2 separate regions of the Mus musculus genome follow, and region 2 is linked to region 1. Evidence: chromatin contacts called from public HiChIP or PLAC-seq data. All regions are on one chromosome and are shown on one strand. Each heading gives the region's core, a stretch centred on a gene start, on an enhancer-like site or on the middle of the called end of the contact. The rest is flanking DNA. Distances are from core to core; before and after follow the strand shown. Region 1 holds the start of Cibar1 (CBY1 interacting BAR domain containing 1). Region 2 overlaps Runx1t1 (RUNX1 translocation partner 1).

Region 1 (6,408 bases), core at 2,378-4,877:
AGCACCTAGGAGCCAGTCTTCTCCCAGTGGCTTTCAGATGAAGATGTAGAACTCCTCCAGTGTTATGCCAGCCTGGACACTGCCATACTCCCACCTTGATAATGGACTGAACCTCAAAGACAACCCCAATTAAATAGTGTCCTTATAAGAGTTGCCTTAGTCATGGTGTCTCTTCACAGAAGTAAAACTCTAACTAAAATAAACCCTCTTCCACTAATCAGAGATCTGAATAGGTTAGAGCCTGCCATCTGGTGTGAGCTGACACTCAGACTAGGACTGAAACACACTTTTGAGGATTAGACCTCTAGCTTCCATAGAGATATTCGCAGCATCAGCTTTTCTAGCTCTTACACTTGAACTGTTGTTCCATGCTGGTTATCCCGTGTTGCCTCTAAGCTGCAGATCTTGAGGTCACTTGGCCCTTATAATCACTTGGATCATTTCCTTATAATGAATTTATATATTGTACTATACACATACACAACCTGTTGGTTCTTTTCCTCGGGAGAACCATGACTCATACAAGGACCAAAGTCAAAATTCATTAGTATTAGCCAAAATGTTCTGCAGGACCTCTCCTACCCATCCCCTCATCAAATTCCACAACCACCTCCACTCCTACTTCCTCACACACAAGAAAACTCTCAGCCATGGGGTTTTCACTCATTCATGTATTCATTGATGACTTCAGCTCATCTAACATAGTAAATCTGGCTGGCTTCCTATGCTTAGGTACCATGCATTCATCTAATCACATCTTCCCTAGCAAACCTCCTACCTGGCACTCTCCCAGAGTCCTTTCTGCCTCCCTGATGTCCCACCTCCTATTTCCTGCCTAGGCCATTGGCCATCAAATTTATTATTGACAGGAGTCACATCCATACAGATACAAGATATGCAATTTTAGAGGGAGAAAAGAGCTGTCTTGGGAAAGAAGGAGACAATTTGCCTATGCTGTCCCTCTCATTGGCCTAATTTTAATCCCCCTTTCTTCTAGTTAACCCCTTCTCATTCTTCTGGTCTTAGTTGAAATGCTTCCTCTTCACTGAACTTCTTCAGTGAGGTCAAACCGAAGCTCTGTTGTAAGCACATGTTCTCTTGGTGCCATGAAGGTCCAACTGATACATGGAATAACAAACAGAAGCAACCACTCCCTGGGCCCGTGATAATTAGTGTGCAATTTTAATGTGGACCATGTAACTTGTATCAACCAATAGTACCTAGGAATCCATGATAATTAGGCAGACACTTTAAAAGCATGTGTACAATGGGACTTGCCATGTCTTGCTGGCCAGTTTAGAAAGAAGCTATCTGAAGAATCCAGGCTGACCTGGTGGAAAATAAAAGGCATGTTGCCTCAGCTGACAGGTTCCCTGCTGCATGCATGGCATGTTAGGCCACCTGTATCTGTCTACTTTATATTATCATCATAAAATACCTGTGGCTAGTGGGCTGAAGCAGTGGATCAGAAGTTATGAGGGCTTATTGCTCGTGCAGATGTTCGTTTCATTCCCAGAACCGACATGGTGGCTCACAACAGCCTGCAACTCCAGTTCCAGGGAAACCTTTCTCTGGCCTTCCTGTGCACACAAGGTGCATATAAACTCAAGAGGCATTCACATAAACATAATAAATAAATAAATAAATAAATAAATAAATAAATCTTTCAAAAATACTTCAGGCTGACAAGTGTATACAAATACATGTTGATTTGGTTCACAATTCTGGCTAGTAGCTCTGCTCTGATAGACTTCATATAGTGGATTTGGTCATGATGGTAGCAACAGGTATAGATGGAAAAAGTCACATCCAGGTGGGGTAAGACTCTGGTCTATAACCTTTCCAGAAACTAATAATAAGAGACTCAAAAAAACAAACAAACAAACAAACAAACAACCACACACACCTTAATCCCTTCCAAGAGCGGTAGTCTCCATGGCTTTTAGGCTGCTCTCTAAATGTCCACACCTCTCACCATACATTAAAGAGCAAACCAAGCCTCTGCGTCATGTACTCTTTGAGAACACTCAAACCATATTCAAATTGGCCAGTTCTGCTTCAGCCTTCAGGGTACTCAGGCACTGTTTTGCACTAGGCTGGATTGGAAAAAATGAAGAATCACCAGACAGGGTGGGTCCTGGGTCTGCAGGAACTCTGTTGGCTGGACGTTTTTCCAGAGTTACAGCTCTCTTTATTTGAGGAAAATAAGGGCTATATAAACCTTGGGTAGTGGGTAGGTATTTTTCAGGGTGAGTGTACATTATTGGTTGGTACTGAGGTACTGGGAATGCTTCATCTGCATGAAGAGGAATTCCAGGTGCTTAAGCCTGTAATGTAGCCACCAGGCTATGTGACTACCTCAATGGTGGTAGAGGTGTGGGTCACAAGGATACATGCACTACCATGGCATGCAGGCCCAGAACAAGGAGGGAGCAATTCTTACTCCTACTGGTCTTAAGATGAGCTTTTAGGGGGTGGGGTTGGACACATCTGGCTCCCTACCTCCCAATTGCAGAACTTATTTGCTCAGCACCATAGCATTTAGTGAAATTATACTGCTAGTAACAGACTCGCCACCTGGAAAGGCAGGAAAGAACCTAGCTGAACAGAACCAAAGAAGAACCATCTGTGTCGTTTACAGAATCCTAAACTGACTAGTGGAGTTGTGGAAGCCACTAGGCCTTATAATTTGTTTATACAACGAAACCTGACACGGTAGCACATTTCTGGGCTGTGTTATATGTGTTTGACTGTTTGGCTAGCTTTATCATTCCACCAAGGCTGTGAGCACTGTAAGAGCAAAGACTTTATTCTCAGAAATTATGGGCATTTGAGAAGTAGACAAAGCTTGAAGTTGGACCCCAAGTTCACTCGGAAGAGAAGACTCCCTCTCAGAAGCTAGAGGAAGGCTCTGGGTTATCTGTGACTCTTCCAATTGGGGAACCTTCATTCAGGCCCATACCTCGACTGGGTCTAACAATCTTTTTCACAAAGTAGAAACTCAGTTACCTGCAAGAGGGGGAACAGATGGCATTAAAGACCAGTAAAGATGAGGGAGTAAGCACTGGTGTGCTTTTTTTTCTGTTTCTGTTTTGTTGTTACTGTTCTTATTTTTATTGTTGTTATTGTTGTTTGTTTGTTTCTGTTTGGTTAATTTGACCAAAGTTAGAGTTACCCGAGAAGAGGGAACATTCAGAAAATGTCCCTATCAGATTGACCTGTAGGCTGTTTTCTTGATTGATGATTGACATGGAAGGGTAGACAGTATTGCCCCTGTGCAAGAGGTCCTGGGGTATATAAGAAAGTCAATCAAATAGGCCAGCCAGCAGTGTTGCTACATGGCCTCTGCTTCAATTCCTGCCTCCAGGTTCCTGCCCTGAGTTCCTTAAAGAACTGTGACTTGGGATATGTCAGCCAAAGAAATCCTTTCCTCCTCAACTTGATTTTTGTCGGGGTCTCATCACAGCTATAGAAATCTAACTTATAGAGCGGTTCTTTTCCAAAGGCAGCTTCCACGAGCCCACACGTTGTCTCATTCAACAGAGAAGCACAGGGACAAGCTTCGCATTAAGTCTGAACCCCGTTCACCTTTATTTTCCTGTACCCCTTCCGGTTGCTGGTGGGTTGGTTTTCCTCCTTCGCTCCCAGAAGCCTGGGAGGGCTAGAGAGCTGCAGGAGCTGAAGGAGGATGCTTGGTGTTCCCTCTGCCCCATGCCCTCTGGTCTCCCTTGCCCTGCTCTTGACCGCCGGGGCGCGCGCCGCGTCGCCACGGAAACGCCGGGCAGGCGGGGCGGCGCGCACTGCGCGCTCTCAGCTCCCGGTAGAAGTGGCGGCGTCGCCTGCTCCCGCGCGCCCTGGCGGCCCGGAGCCGCGCTCGTTGGGCTCCCATCCTGGGTCCCGGGCGGCGGGAAAGGCAAGATGTTGAGGCGCAATCTGGATGAGCGGTAACCGCCGGGGCCTCGTCGTGCAGGCTGCCCGAAGGAAAGGGCCGGGTGGGAGAGAGGAGCCGGGCCGAGGGCCTGGAAGCCGGTTGGGGCGGGAGGAGGCCGCACGGTCCCCGTGGCGCTCTGCAGTCCGTCCACCCGGATGAGGCGAGTGCCGGGCCGAGAGAGTCTCCCGGCCGATCGGTCCCCCTGAGCTGGGCCGGGCCCTGCCGCGGTACAGAGCCCGGGAGGCCGCAGGTGCCCAGGCCGCAGCAGCGCCGCCCCTTCTCGGCCCACCAGGCCCGGGCCCTTTCCCGGGCCTGCAAGGTTCTAGGCAGGACCAGAGCCTGCGTGAGGTCCTAGAGAAGGCGCGGGCCTCTGGAAGAGTTGGGAATGTTGCCCTTCAGGGCTTTAGGGAGGCCCGGGAATGTTTGCACGTAAAATTAACGGGGCACCTTCTTACTGTTTTAAGAACAGTGTTCTGTGTCTCCTTTTTCTAGAGATGCTCAAACAAAACAACTGCAGGATGCTGTCACAAATGTGGAGAAGCATTTTGGAGAGCTTTGCCAAATCTTTGCTGCTTATGTACGGAAAACTGCCAGGCTTCGAGACAAAGCCGACCTCCTAGTGAACGAAATCAACCTGTATGCCTCTACCGAGACACCAAATTTAAAGCAGGGTCTGAAAGACTTTGCTGATGAGTTTGCCAAACTTCAAGATTATCGCCAGGCAGAGGTATGAAGTGAGGTTCTGGTGTCATAGCCAAATTCCTACAAAGTGTGTAAAAATTGTGGACTTTTCGTTGTAACCTACCCAGCAGTGGTGAATGTACCCTTGATAAATGCCTTTCCTGTCTGTAACAGTGTGGGTTCGCTATATGGAACCTTTCTGTGACCTGATAGCTTTCAAACTAAACGTCAGGTGTGGTTGAAGTCTGAGTTTACCACTGCATTTGCCAACAGGGTAACAGGGAACATGCATCCAGAAAAGGTAACCTATATAGCAGTCGTGCAGAAGAAAAGCACCTGTATGGCCTGTGTGGGCCAAGTGCGTTTTAAAGAATGACTAGAAATGGAAATGCTGAAAATGACAAAATCACAAAGTACTAATAAATGGGCTACACGTTGCTGATTTTCCCATGGTTTGAAAGTCGAACGAAATCGGAAAGCTATGATTTATAACACAAGTGATACAGCTGAGAGGCTGGCTGTGTGTTTGCTTTGAGTGACCAGAGCTTTGCTCTTGGGAGATCTTTCTAAAATACAGTCTTTTCTTAATACTGCATAAGCGTTTTCACTTACTTCTTATAGGTACCAGTTAACATAGTTGGCTCGTTCAAATTCCATTGCTTTTTTTTTTACTTTTGTAACAAGCCCCATTGATCTTTCTTATGCTTAAAGCCTAAAACAAATTTTCACTTACTGAAAATTAAAAAGAGAAATAATCTATGAAGTTATCATCATCATGTATATAAAACTCGAATACTAATCCCCTGGGGATAACTATAAGAAAAATGTTGAGTTCTTGGCATACATTTCTTCTATAACAAGAAATACTCAGTTATACATGGTAACTGGAGATGTAATGTTTCAGAAATAGTTTTTATTCACAGATAATCCTAAAGTCCTATTTTACCAATAAGTTCCCCTTTCTAGAAAAATTTTATGCTAGTTATCAAATAGCAAAGTGGATTGATTTGCGTTTGCTCTGCTCTGTTTCCCTGCTTACCAAATGGTGGAGATGCTAATGAACATGGCAAAGGTAGGCAAGGGAAAGACAAGGGAAGCTGTTAGGACAGACACGGATAGACCTCACAGTGTGTGGTAGTAGAGCTGGTGGACATTAGACTGGCCCGAGGAGTCATAACATTGATCTTAAAATTCTGAAATTTAAATGATTATTTTTTACATTTTCCAAAACTCTTTTAAAGTGAAACATCCATATGACATCATTTCCAAACACTAAAGAACTAACATGAAATGAAATGAAATGAAATGAAATGATTAGGTAAACATTTACCATTGTAAAAAGCATTTTATTTGCTGTAAAATGTTTGTTTTAAGCAATAGATGTCATTTGCTTGCCCACCCTGGCAAAGTCTCAGTGCCTCATCATTTTCTTGTTATATGTATTGGTATAACATTTTTCCTTCAGTTCCTTTTACTAGTGTTATTAAAAGAATTGCTATTACTTTGTGATGAAAATTTAATGAGTTTGAGAAACTATTTAATTATAGATAAAAAGAGATCAGGTGTACAGTTTGGCAGATCAGCAACACTAAGCCCATTTATCTTGTTCTCTGGGCTTTGATACATTATAAGTGACTGTTTAAAACAATTCGGCTAATACAATAATTCCTAAGCTGTTTGCTCTTTAGGGTTGTGTTCCTTTAAATGTTCCTAACAACACTGTATTTTTCAGCTTTTAATTTTTCTGGGCAGTTAAGCTATATGGATTAGGGGTCCATGTCTGTAATGTCTGACAG
Region 2 (6,408 bases), core at 2,907-5,406, 1.6 Mb before region 1:
GCCTTTGGATTAAGATGTAGAACTCTCAGCTCTTCCAGTAGCATATCTACTTGGACATTGCCATGCTTCCTGCCATGATGGCAATGGAAAGAACCTCTGAAACTGTAAGCCAGCTACAATTAAATATTTGCCCTTATAAGAGTTACCTTGGGCGGGGTGTGGTGGCACATGCCTTTAATCCCAGCACTTGGGAGGCAGAGGCAGGTGGATTTCTAAGTTCGAGGCCAGCCTGGTCTACAGAGTGAGTTCCAGGACAGTCAGGGCTACAAAGAGAAACCCTGTCTCTGAAAAAAACAAAAAACAAAAACAAAAACAAACAAACAAAAAAAGAGTTACTTTGGTCATGGTGTCTCTCCACAGCAATAGAAACCCTAACTAACACACATAGATTACCTTTCGCTGAAGAAAATCACATTGGAAGAATCTTGGGCTAGCAAGAAACCTGAGGTTTTGCTCTGTTAGATGGTGTCTTAGATGGGTGATTCTAGACAAAATTAAAAGGTGGATTTAAGTTCAATATTGTTGTTGTATTTTTTGTTTACGTTCATTTCAGACCCTGCCTCAATTCATGTCATCTCCAAGAAATCTGGAACTTTATAATCCCTAGCTAAAACATCACAGGCTGTGACAGTGGAGTGTCATAGCATTCCCAAATGCTTCTAGGACTAAAATCATTTGGAGTTATTCATATCAGGGTGGTAAATAACAATGGTACATATATATATATATATATATATATATACATATATATATATATGTGTGTATATGTGTGTGTATATATATATATATATACACAGAGAGAGACAGACAGACAGAGACAGAGAGAGTCTCTTGATAAACAAACAAAAACCATGTCTTTGAACTGGATTGGGAGAAAGGGCCAGCAGATCAGATATATCTGAAGCCATCACCTCATGGATGTATAAACACAAAGCCCTCATCCAGAACATTATAATCCCTTAATGCAGCAACAAGAACAGATGCTGCCGGAAGTCTGCTCTGAGAGGACAGACACCTCAGGACCTTTCTAGACTTTTCCTTTCTCAAAACGCTTTGCCCTCCTTGAGCGGTGCTCGCCTGTCAACGCAGTTACTCAGAAGACAAGTGCAGGAAGACGGATGTCACTGCCCTGAGAAGCCACTGATTTATGGGGAAACAGAGGAGGGAAGGACAGACATCATCAGGTTAGGTAAAAGTAGCATGTTTTTGTCTGGTTTCCCTCTCTTCCTCTTCACCTAAGCACCTTGGGTGCTCCATTCCAGCTGCATTCCCAGTTAATAGTGCTGAAAGCACATCTTTCTCTGTCTTAACTTGAGGAACCATTGGCTAAAGTCTTGCATTGGACCTTCAGCAACCACAAAAGGACCCAGGACCTATGTACACTATGGTCACAGCCAGTTACAGGCAGTTCCTGTACATTGTGCACTCCCGTGCTTACAGATCACTCTCCTGACCATCCTAAATCAATCATGGTTTTCACACCTTTGTTTCTGTCACAATATTTAGAAAACTCAAAACTCTTTTAGACCCTTTTATCTGGATTTCAGAAAGCCTCTCACCTGTGGGCACTGCCTATCATAGTTTAGCAAAAGGTTCTATGCACCCGGCTTCATGAGTGAGAGAGGCAAGATGCTAACCCAACAGGATAACAATAGAGAGACAGTTTTCCTTTGACTTCCGCATAGGCACCATGACATGTGTACACCCACAACGTGAATGTTCACACACACTCACTAAAAGAACTCCAAAGAACATGAAAAAATAAAAAGAAATAAAGGGGGAAAAAGAAAAGAAAGAAGAAGAAAAAATCTGAATAGTCCATTGTAAGGCACACCTGACGTTCTTTAACCTCTTGTGATTAAAGAATTGGTTCAAGTTCAAAAATACAGTGAAATCTTATCTCAATAACAAAATCAAAACAACAAAAAAACAGAAAGTAACAGAGGCAGGCGGATTTCTGAGTTCGAGGCCAGCCTGGTCTACAAAGTGAGTTCCGGTATATATATGTGTGTGTGTGTGTGTGTGTGTGTGTGTGTGTGTGTATGTGTATATGTGTATGTGTATATACATATATATGTGTGTGTTTGTGCATGTGTGTGTGTGCACTGGTCATGCATATGTGTAAATATTTCTACATGCCTAATTATACCCTGTCTGTATAATGATACTTGTATGTATGCTTTTAGTTTTAGATAACCAATTAATCTGCTTTCTTTTTTTTATTTCTTTTGCTTTTGATATTATAATACATTTTATATAATGTTATACAGTATATAATTTAATAAAAAATATATAAATTATAGTTTATATAATATGTAATGTAATAATTACTTTAATACCCCTTTCCTTTCCTCCTCCTATGCTTGCCCATCTATCCTTCCACCCTTCCTTGGTATCTTTCGAATTCACAGCCTCTTTTTCCATTAATTGTTGTGCCACACATAACTATGTAACCCTGTCCCTTTGTTTTAGAGACATTTGACTCTATAAACCTCCCTAAGCAGTTTTTCTCCTTTCTTCTCTGGTTCTGAATTCTCCCTCTTCCTTCCTTCCCTCCTCGCCCCAGTCTCTTTGCATAATACACATTCCTACTGCTGGACCACTCCCAGGTTTCATTTCAGCAACTCCTAGTGACTTGAAATGAAGATTACCAGCAGACATGTACCTCGACTCACCAAGCCTGCGACCTAACTCCCAGTTAACTAAACTACTTCATCAATCAGACACCAAATAGTCCTGGAAGTTTAACACTGCACCTCCTCCTGAGTATTAATCGCCCATCTGAGCGATGGCAGCCAGTTGCCTAAATCCCAACCTATGGTCACACTAGACACCACTGTTTCTCATGCCGTAGGTATAAGGTAATAGGTCCCTTGAGACTTGTGTTTATTTATTGACACTTATAAACCTCAACTTCCTAGTCTGCTTTCTTCTCATGGGTTCTACATCATTCTGAGAGTCAAACCAGTAACATAGCTAAATATGGTAGTACATGCCTATAACCCTAACCCTAGGAAGACAGAATCAGGACACTCATAAGTTCTCCATAGTAAGTTCTAGGGCAGAGATGGATATATGTGGATATGTGTGTATTGTAAGTATATATCACATGTATATAAATAATATATATGATGTATAGTATATGTATATATGTAACATATATAAATAATATATATGTATATGTATTATACATCTATGTCTATTATATGCATTACTTATCTAAAAGCAAACAAAAAAGAGGGTGACAGATCTGAGTGTTAGAGTATTTTCCTAGCATGTCAAAGGCAAGGTCCTAACTCAATTCTCAGTTTTGGCTGATCATGGTGGCAACAGGTATTTTAAATTCTAGCACTTAGGATTTATAAGTAAGAAGGTCAGGAGGTCACAGCCATCCTCAGCTGCATTGCAAGTTTGAGTTTTAGGGCTTGTTGTATGACAAAACTCTTCCTATAGAGATGCAATGCTCAAGTTGACACACCCTAGATAGGGTATTCTTGGCAGGCAAATCCCAACCTGGTGAGTCAATGAGTTTTATTCGGATTATTTACAGGAATATGGGTCAGGAGTTACTTCCAGGAGCAGAATTGACTCAAAGAAACCTGCATCAGCAAGGCCCACCCCAGCTTGGGTCACAATTCACAAGGCTGGGAACACTGAATACAAGGCACACCCTGCAGGAAGCTCAACAGGTTGAAGAGTGTCTTTTGCAGGTGCCTCAGTAGGTCTGCACCTCTTCCAGGCAACTTGGATGGTTTTGCTTCTTCCACACAACTCATCTAGTCTCAGAGTCTTCACTGAAGCTTAGCTTCCGGAGAGCGACTCTCAGCTTTTATTGCTAACTCTGGCAGGGAGGAGCCTAGTGACTCTGGTCAGTTTCAGGGACATCCTTAAGCTACTTTGAATTGTTTATCTTCCCATTTAAAGAGGTTCCCTGCAGGATGGAATCTTTCAATCTCAGAGGAAACTGACACAATAGAGCTCCAGGGGGGCACTATCTGAGGCTAAAATGTAAAAAGATCACCAGGACTGCCAAATAAACAAGTAAAGCAACCCTTCTGGTTTAAAAGCATCTATTGGCTTTCTTTCCTACAACTGTCCTCTGCAAGCTAAGGGTGTGGTGTTCTATTGTTTGTCTACCTGGTACTTTCCACCATGCCAGCTGATGCCTGAACATTCCTTGACTTTCAAATGCACCAGAGAACTACTAAGAACAGGATCTTGCTAGAACCAGAGCGAACACCACCCCTTCAGTGAAGTTTCTCCTACTGACCCAACCCCATGTTCCAATCTCACGGCTGACCCTTCCTTTTGATTGTGTTCTGCTTTCTATGCACCTGTTAGCAAATTTCACATCATTTGCTACAAGTCTGTCGGTGAAGCTAAGTATCTGTCACTAAGTCAAAAACAAAAATCTTATGCCAGGAATGGACTCAAATCCCACTAAATAGGAGCTAAAGCTACATACTCCGGATGTGGACATTCTTTACCCACTCACACACACAGGAAAACGTCAGCAGCTGCTGACTAAATAAATGCTGCATGCCCACGTCCTCATGTGAGCACATTAAGATGTTTGGATTGAGGCATGTGTGTCAGAGAGATAAGGCTTAGGGAACCACTATATTGTCAATCATATTATAAGGGTATTCCCCTAGTCCCCCTTGCATCTATCTTTGTAGTTTGTATCAGATAAGTGACCCCCCCCAGACCTCAGTCTTGCCCACTTCCTGCATCTTTCACAAGGACACATGCTTCTTTGTACAAAATTGATGCATAAGTATGGAAAACAGGGTGTTCTAGGGAAGAATTTTAATCCACACTCTCAGACCTCTTTGCCAGCCTGATTATAGAGCAACCCACCCCTTCCAAAAAAAAAAAATCATTTCTCCAAAAAGTTAATTTTATTCAATTTTAAAATTATTTTAAGCAAACTGACATCCATTTTCTAAGATTAGCTGAGATATCCTCAAGTGTCCCCAAACTAACTTGGTGGAATCTCCTCGAAAAATGAGCGAGTCAAGCATACTTATGCCCTCCTGTGATCCCAGTGTTAGCATGGTGGAGGCAGGAGAGATCAGGAGGTCAAGGCCAGCTCCTGTTACATTGTGAGGAACAGAGGATAGCCTGGGCTACATGAGACCTTGCTACAAATAAAAAGCCACAATACCCCTTTTAAAATGAACAGCATAAGATGAACACCATAAGATGAACATCATAATATTTAACATAACATTCATTTAACATAACATGACATTCAGGACTGATGAGATGGCTCAGTGATTAAGAGTGCTGACTGTTCTTCCAGAGGTCCTGAGCTCAATTCCCAGCAACCACATGGTGGCTCATAACCATCTTTAAGAAGCTATGATGCCTTCTTCTGGTCTGTGGATATATGCAGCAGAACAATGATAAATTAAATAAATAAATAAAATTTAAAAAGGCAAACATAACATTTTAAATAAAAAGTACTATAATGATTTCATAGCTTTGTAGTAACAAACATATTGTATTATACTAAAGATGTTACATATGAAATTTTTTTAGTTATGTTTCCTTTGAAGTTTAAAAAGTCCTTATTAAAACAGTAATATTTAAATAATTATAATCATAAAAACCTTAAGTTGAACTTCAAATTTCTGAATTTTTCATCATTTTATTACATTCATTCTTAGATTAAAATTGTCAGATAGTGCTTGTTTACCTTATATAATTGTCAAGCTTTATGTAAGTGTAATCAAGAATAGACTACGTGATGGGTAAGGGGAATCATGGATGGATGAGTGGATGTATGGATGTGTGGGTGGATGTGTGGGTGGGCGGATGTGTGGGTGGGTGAGTGGGTTTATTCTCTTATAAGAAACTGGTAGAGATACAGGCAATACAGGACATGGCAGAGCAAAAGCCAAGTCTAGTCTCGGCTGTTGATAAAAGACCTTGATTGGCAGCTGTCATTCTCCACATTTTATGAGTGTGAAGACAAATGCGATTCCTGCAAATTCTCAGGAAAGGTGGCAATGGGGAGTCCACTGGAGACTAGGTTACAGAATCGATAGGGAAGCATGGCTCACAGGACCAAGAAGATGTTGAGTTGTCAGTGTTTCTGTCAGGTTTCTCAAGATGTGAAAACGTAAGCAGTGTGGAAGTTGTGAACAAAGTAAATCAAAACCCACTGTCCCTCATATATTCACCGAGAAAGTTCCTGAAGTTAGCTGGGAGATGCATTATCAACATCCCCTCGCCTCCTCTGCTTCACCAACCGCTCATGAAGCACTGTAGGTAAGGCCACCGAATACTCAAGAGGATCAGACCAAGGAAGCAGGGACAGAGAGACCAAATAAGCAGCAAGCAGATCTGGAAATGACCCCCAATTGTCTGAGCACAAAGTCTAGGCTTTCGGGGAGTGGATGG

What was found. HiChIP or PLAC-seq counts read pairs in DNA pulled down with a chosen protein or histone mark.
Region 2: a contact with region 1 is called in an H3K27ac HiChIP or PLAC-seq map of embryonic stem cells, with 8 times the contacts expected there. The contact joins the enhancer-like site here to the promoter of Cibar1 in region 1. A contact is called at or near these places in 7 of 39 promoter capture datasets (the 3T3-L1 cell line, cranial neural crest, embryonic stem cells and 3 more), 3 of 115 datasets of contacts at active chromatin or transcription factors (bone marrow-derived dendritic cells and embryonic stem cells) and 1 of 9 other capture datasets (adipose tissue).

The regions. Positions count from the first base shown.
Region 1 is chr4:12,169,234-12,175,641 of GRCm38.p6, reverse strand. Cibar1 (CBY1 interacting BAR domain containing 1) reads left to right here and starts at 3,627. Exons shown (of 9, transcript NM_026558.5): 1 at 3,627-3,944; 2 at 4,424-4,658. The coding sequence starts at 3,712. Gm46846 (a long non-coding RNA gene) reads right to left here and starts at 1,609. Exons shown (of 2, transcript XR_001784247.2): 1 at 1-1,609.
Region 2 is chr4:13,804,104-13,810,511 of GRCm38.p6, reverse strand. The region is part of intron 1 of Runx1t1 (RUNX1 translocation partner 1); the gene reads right to left. Among named protein-coding and RNA genes, the nearest start is that of Runx1t1, 23 kb to the right of the region's middle. Within about 2 kb of position 4,156, at least 10 of the 459 cell types and tissues checked have an H3K27ac peak or open chromatin away from gene starts, as enhancers often do. A contact at or near this core is called in embryonic stem cells, where this site is marked.